Regions from separate parts of the Mus musculus genome. Here region 1 is linked to region 2. The links are chromatin contacts, called in public Hi-C maps. All regions are on one chromosome and are shown on one strand. Each heading gives the region's core, a stretch centred on a gene start, on an enhancer-like site or on the middle of the called end of the contact. The rest is flanking DNA. Distances are from core to core; before and after follow the strand shown.

What was found. Hi-C and Micro-C count contacts between places; a contact is called where the count stands out from the background.
Region 1: a Hi-C map of B cells shows a contact between it and region 2, with 2.3 times the contacts expected there. The contact joins the promoter of Flt3 here to the enhancer-like site in region 2. A contact is called at or near these places in 5 of 39 promoter capture datasets (the C10 cell line, embryonic stem cells, pre-B cells and 1 more), 2 of 15 datasets of contacts at CTCF or cohesin (CD8 T cells and pro-B cells), 38 of 484 Hi-C or Micro-C datasets (B cells, the BV-2 cell line, the Ba/F3 cell line and 25 more), 11 of 115 datasets of contacts at active chromatin or transcription factors (the 230-238 cell line, the HPC-7 cell line, the SCID.adh cell line and 7 more) and 3 of 9 other capture datasets (adipose tissue, liver and pancreatic islet).

What each region holds. Positions count from the first base shown.
Region 1 is chr5:147,398,885-147,401,780 of GRCm38.p6, forward strand. It overlaps Flt3 (FMS-like tyrosine kinase 3), which reads right to left and starts at 1,605. Exons shown (of 24, transcript NM_010229.2): 1 at 1,336-1,605. The coding sequence starts at 1,381. Gm26597 (predicted gene, 26597) reads left to right here and starts at 670. Exons shown (of 2, transcript NR_165432.1): 1 at 670-1,015; 2 at 1,903-2,896.
Region 2 is chr5:147,339,450-147,342,613 of GRCm38.p6, forward strand. It overlaps Flt3 (FMS-like tyrosine kinase 3), which reads right to left. Exons shown (of 24, transcript NM_010229.2): 20 at 1,764-1,886. Among named protein-coding and RNA genes, the nearest start is that of Urad, 19 kb to the left of the region's middle. Within about 2 kb of position 1,757, at least 83 of the 459 cell types and tissues checked have an H3K27ac peak or open chromatin away from gene starts, as enhancers often do. A contact at or near this core is called in the 230-238 cell line, B cells, CD8 T cells and 11 more, where this site is marked.

The sequences.
Region 1 (2,896 bases), core at 355-2,854, 59 kb after region 2:
TACAGTGGTTATGTAGGTACACTGATATATAACAACTGGGGAGTGGACACAGAAGATTTTGCACATGTGTTGCGCTTTGAATCTGGAGAGGGACTAAGACATTTCCTACGAAGGAGTTCAGTGCGGTTTGAGCATGGCTGCAAGTCCTACTCTGATTCTGAGTTACTTCCCTAGAACCCTTTAGCCCTTTAGAAAAATCATCTCTGCTATGGGAAAGTCACTAATCTAATCTCATACACAGCCAAAGCTAACCATTTTGCATTAATAGAGCCTGAAAAGAAAAGCACGCCACGCCATGCGTTTGAGATGTCCCTGTGCATCAACTCGCTTAAGAAAGGTACAGCGTTCTCCCCATCCTTTTCCTTTATAGCCTACATTTTTTAATTTTATCATCTTTTTTTTTAAAGTAATTGGAAACCGTTTCTGCTCATTTAATGTTGCAAAATGTTTTCTCTATTTGTCACGGAAGGTTCAAGCCAGAATCCTAAATGTTGGAAATGAAGGGGAAATAGGCCACTGGGCAGACTGAGGCCAAGCCAGGAGTGCCTCAGAAGGCTGCAAAACTAGGGCAGGGCCTGATCTCCCCCCACCCCCACCCCCGACTTCTAGAACTGTCTCCAACTCCAACTCAATCCAACCCCCTTGTCTTCCCAAACAGAAAGCTGACGCGAGACCGATTAGAACTGGGCAGAATGGGGACTTTCCCCCCTATAGTTAGTTACTATTTTCAATCACAGCTATGCTTCTACCCGAACAGGCAACTTGGGAGAGTAGTCCTAGGAGTCCTTGAAAGTGTCACTAGGGTTTAATCCTAAAATAAGAAAAGTATGGAGAGGGGAAGGGTAGCTAGTTTTTAAATTTATAAATCTGTTTTGCATAGTATTTCCAAAGTAACTAGCCACTGAGTGAAGCGAAAATTGGTACAGGTGGGGGTCGTTAGCAGGGATGACCGCTCTAGCAGAGGATGCTCGCAGTTTTCCCATTAGTTTGCTCTGTCAGCCTACATCTCAAAGAGGTGAGAACGCACCGGCTCGAGAATCTATAGTACCCAGAGGTCGGGTCAGGGAGTCTCGGGCCACCTGCGCTGCTGAAGAAGACTCTCAGAGGCTGACGGAGCATCCAAGCCCAAGCCCAGGCGCGGTGGCCTGGGGACTGAGCTGCAGAGGAGCGCTGCGGAGGAGGGTGAGGGCAGGGGTGGGCAAACCAAAGCCAAGTTCACCGCTTGAAAGGGGGGACGTGAAAGAGGGGAGTGATGCGGCGGCGAGGGGAGCGCGCGGTGGGTATGAGGGAGTGATGCGCGCTCGGCCGGGGTGCAGAGGGGGTGAGGGGCCTTACCAAGCAGCAGCAGCCGCCGGTCGCTGCGCTGCGCCAACGCCCGCATGGCCTCCGGAGCGCGCGGTAGCCAGGCCGCCGGCCCAGCCTGTGATGCGGTCCCAGCGGCGCGCCCCGGGCTGCAGGTGGCTCGCTGAAGGATGCGCGTCACTGACCACAGATTCCCTCGGACTGGTGCAGAGCAGAGGGGGAGGAACCTCTCTCCAGAGGCCGCGGCCGCTCGCTGCTAGGCGGGCTGAACTGGCGCAGTGCTGCAGCCGATCCCACGTGCCCGCCGTGGTCCCCAGCCTGCGCTCCTGGCACCGGGACTGCGGCAGGGGAGACTGGGTGCGGTTCGGCTGGGGAAGTTGCCTGGACTCCGTGGTTGAGTCCCCGGACCTCTGCTTTAAACTCCTAAGGGTGAGAAGAGTGGTGACACACAGACCTCCTTCTTCATGCGCGGGGATCTTTGATGTCCCGTGATGGGCACTGAATCGGTGCCATACACTGGTAACCCCGTGAGTTTTATTCCACATCTGGTAGATCTGCATTGTGGACTGATTTTCTTTGTCTCCCTGTCCTTTCTTATAGGATGTCCAAGATTCCCATCCACCTCCGACCCAGAAAAGCAGACGCGGTTTCAAGGTCAATAAATTAGAGAGGTTAAACAGACACCCAAACAAATTAGACCGTGCACCTCAAAGGATGTTTGGAGTTGTCACCTCCTAGTTCTGGCTTTTAGTCTCATAGTGTCTCTAGGTAACAATTATTTCCCGTGCATCAAGCTGAATATTGAAAGCACAGGATAGCAGCCCTGGCTTCCCCATGAAGGAACCCTCCTGAGCCATTTGTCCTCTGTGTCCTAGTTCTCTCCCCATAATGACGTCAGTAATATCGCTCCATCACAGCAGTCCTCCGCTCCTCATTCTTTTCATCGTTTTTCTCTTCAGGCATGACCCCTGAGAGCATACAAGCACACTAACAACACTGTTTCTCCTCCACTCAGTCCACAGCACTATCAGCCTTCCCGCTAGGGGAAACTTCAAAGTGACGTCCTCCGGGCAGCCACTGTGGAAAATGACATGGGCTTGGTGCTTTAGGCATTTTAAGGTCAGGTGCCCGACGCATGGATTCCACTTCTGGAATTGCAACAGGAGCATGAAGAAACATTCCAACATTCCTGCACACCACAGTGAGACTGTCCACTGATCAGCGGCCAGACGGAGAAATATACATATGTAAAGCAGCACATTTCATCTTTAATAGGGAGGGCAATTCCCACACAGCTACCTCTCCAGCCTATTCATGGATCTTTTTTTTTTTTTAATCATCTGATAGCTTTGTGGGGCTAGAGATGTAGCTCACCGGTAGATTGCTAGCTTAGCTCTTGCAAGGCCCGGGGTTATATCATCAGCAAGAAAAAAAGTAAAAGAAAAAGAAGAAGAAAAAGAAAAAGGGAAAGAAAAAGAAACACAGACCCAAAACCTTCCAGGTGTGGAGAGTTCACTCTCCGAGACATGTGGTGCTCAGGCTGCTGAGATGTGTATCTGTGGTTATCGGTTATTCATCTGGAACCAGAAGACAA
Region 2 (3,164 bases), core at 507-3,006:
TAAGCCACCTGAGATGAGCATTCATTGGAGTTCTCATTTTGGGTTAAAGGGCTATGTCATTGATTGTATTGGTTGGTTTCTGAGAACCTAGGAAGTAAAATCAGAATCCTGTAGGAAGTTAGTCAGGAGGACACCACCGTGAACGACAGGGATGCAGGCTCTGCACGCTCACATCCACACGGGGCAAGTTAGCAACCGCGGGCAAGTTGCTTTTCTTTGTCTCAATTTCCTCTTCACAGAGTGGGTATTTTCAGACCGAAGTGAGTACTGAGAGTGTCGAGCAGAGAGGAGGAACTGGGGCAGCCTGGGCTGCTGTCATTTCATAAGCAGGGATGATGGTACTGAGACTCCCCTCCCCCTCCCCCCTGCCCCCCTCCCCCAGCACTGGCTGAACACACAGCACCAGGGGGACTTGCACCAAGGTGTCCTAATTCCTTCTTTTTCTTCCTCATTCTGAGGCTTGAACCAAAGCCTCGCGAAGGCCAGGCCAGAGCTCTACGCCTGAGCTCTTCAGCCCTTACTGTTCATTTCATTCTTTCTTTCTTTAAAAATTTGATGCCAGGGGGACATGGTGGCAGCGCACATCCTTAGCCCCAGTGCTCCAGAGGCAGAGGCAGAGGCAGAGGCAGGCAGATCTCTGTCTGAGTTCCGAGGCCAGCCTGGTCTACAGAGTGAGTTCCAGGACAGCCAGGGCTACACAGAGAAACCCTGTCTTGAAAAATGAAAAGAAGAATAATTATGTTTTTATTCCTGTGCATGTGTGTGGGCGCTGGGGGAGGGTGCATGCTCGGCACACAGGTGAAGGTCAGAGGTCAACTTATACCATTCCAGTTTTTCCACCATGTGTTTTTGGGGGGCAACTCCAGCCCTCAGGCTTGGTAGCAACTACCTTTACCTGCTGAGACATCTCACTGTCTATCTGTCTGTCTATCATTGTCTATATGTCTTCTGTCTGTTTATCTATCAATCATTTGTCTGTTTATCTATCTATCATTTTCTGTCTATCTTTCTTTCTCTCTCTCTTTCTTCCCTTCTTAAACATTCATTTTTTGCCTCATCATACTTTGAATTGATTTTCACTTATGTGTAAGTATGTGCACATGAGCACACATGTCCAAAGAGGCCAGAGGCACTAGATTCCTTGGAGCTGGAGTTATAGATGCTTGCGAGCATCCTGCCGTGGGTGCTGGGTATCAAACTTGGGTCCCCTGGAAAAGCACTCTATGCTCTTAACCACTGAGCCATCTCTCTGGCCCCCTCACATTCTCTTTGAACGAACACATGTCAGTTATGTTGTATTTGGAGTCTTCCTGAACTCTTCATATAGTAACAGGGTAACAAACGCTACCAGTTAACTACAGCACCTTTAAACTTTATAGTGAATACCTGTGTGCTGCCTGTTCAGAAAAAAAAAAAACAAAAAGCTTTTTATACATGCTAGCTTGTCTCATGATCGGAAACATAAAACACATATAAAGCCACTTTATAGCTAAGGAAACCGAAACAGGTCTGAGTAAGGGCATTTTTTTTTTCAGGTGAAGATCTCATGCCAACCCCTAATGGATCTGTTCTGAGTGGCCAGCCCCCCAGAGATGCGTGGCTATTTTGCTTAGCTCTTAGTGAGCACAAAACAATCTTTTCAGCCTAAAGAAGTGAAGCACTGGGAGTTTTTTTTTTCTCCCCTTGGTGTCACCATAAATCAAAAACGCATCACAGAGAGTGCAGGTGTTTCCTGTACTCGTGACAAAAAGCAAACGGCTCACGTTGCCCCTGACGACGTAGCTGGAGTCGCTCAGGATGTCTCGGGCCAGTCCAAAGTCACAGATCTTCACCACCTTCCCGTGGGTGACCAACACATTCCTGGCTGCCAGGTCTCTGTGGACACACTGGAAGAGAGAGGCTTGAATGACATGGTCTGTGACTTACACCTTCAGAGAGAGACTCACAACAGTTACAGAGGACAGAGACCCATGACTGTCATACATCCCGAGAACACTGGCTGAGTCCTAAGTTAACTCAGCTGCAGTCATCTGAGGCATCCCTGGAGCTATGAGCCAAAGAAGTGCCAAAGGGGGCCTTCGCCTAGCTCCAGAGACGCTTCTAACAGCCGGCTTCCTGTGCGTGCGTGTGTGCGTGCGAGAACAGAATCCCTTTTGGATAAAGAACTGGCTTTCAGAATAAAAGTGCATCATATCTGACAGGCCTAGTGGTGCAGATCCATAATCGCAGCACTGGAGAGGCTGAGGCAGGAGGATTTCTAAGTTTGAGGCCAGCCTGGACTACACATAGAGGTCGTGTCTCTAAATGAATAAATAGATTAAGATTGAAGAAAGCATTCAGAAGAAGTGAGTTTGGGGGGACCAAAGAGATGATAGCTCAGTGAGAAAACGCATTAACCATGTAACCCTGATGTCCTGAGTTCGATTCCTGGGTCCCACAGTGGAAGAATTAACTCCCACAGTTTGTCCTCTGACTTCTGCACACACACTACGGTACATGGGCCCCACATTCTCATACACACACACACACACACACACACACACACACACACACACACACACACTTGCTTTCACATGCACATACAGGGTACAGGGGGCAGACAGACAGACAGAAGATAACGATGAGTTTCGAGGAGTACATGAGAGTAGAGCCCAGAGTCTCTGAAGGGAATGAACTCTGTAAGAGAGCACATGGTGTCCATGGGGGTCCACTACGCTCTCCTCAGCCTTTAAAAGAACAAAGCCTATAAAAACAGGAATGTCTGTGCCGTGACTCCTGCCCTCCTTCTCCAAGTCTGGCTTTCTTCATGTGGCATCTCCTAGATGTCTGTCCCCATCCCCATCATGTCCTCCTGACTACCTGCCCTGCCCGTATTCTTCCCAGCTGCTCTGGGAAGGCTCCTTCTGACCAGCAAGAAGGCTGCCCAGCCTGGACTGGCTTTGACTAGTCCCTCTCCCTCTGGATTCCATCCGAGGGAGGCTCTCTTGCTCTCTTGCCTGTTCCTCACCCCTTTTTCCTTGGGGTAGCCATGCTAACTTTAGTGACAGTATCAATCACAAGACACTGATCTGATGTATAGGTCTGCTTGTCTTTCTCCTAGAAACATAAAACCTGTGGGCCCTGAAGTCACATCCTCATTGGTTTTCTGCCCCAGCACAGTGTCG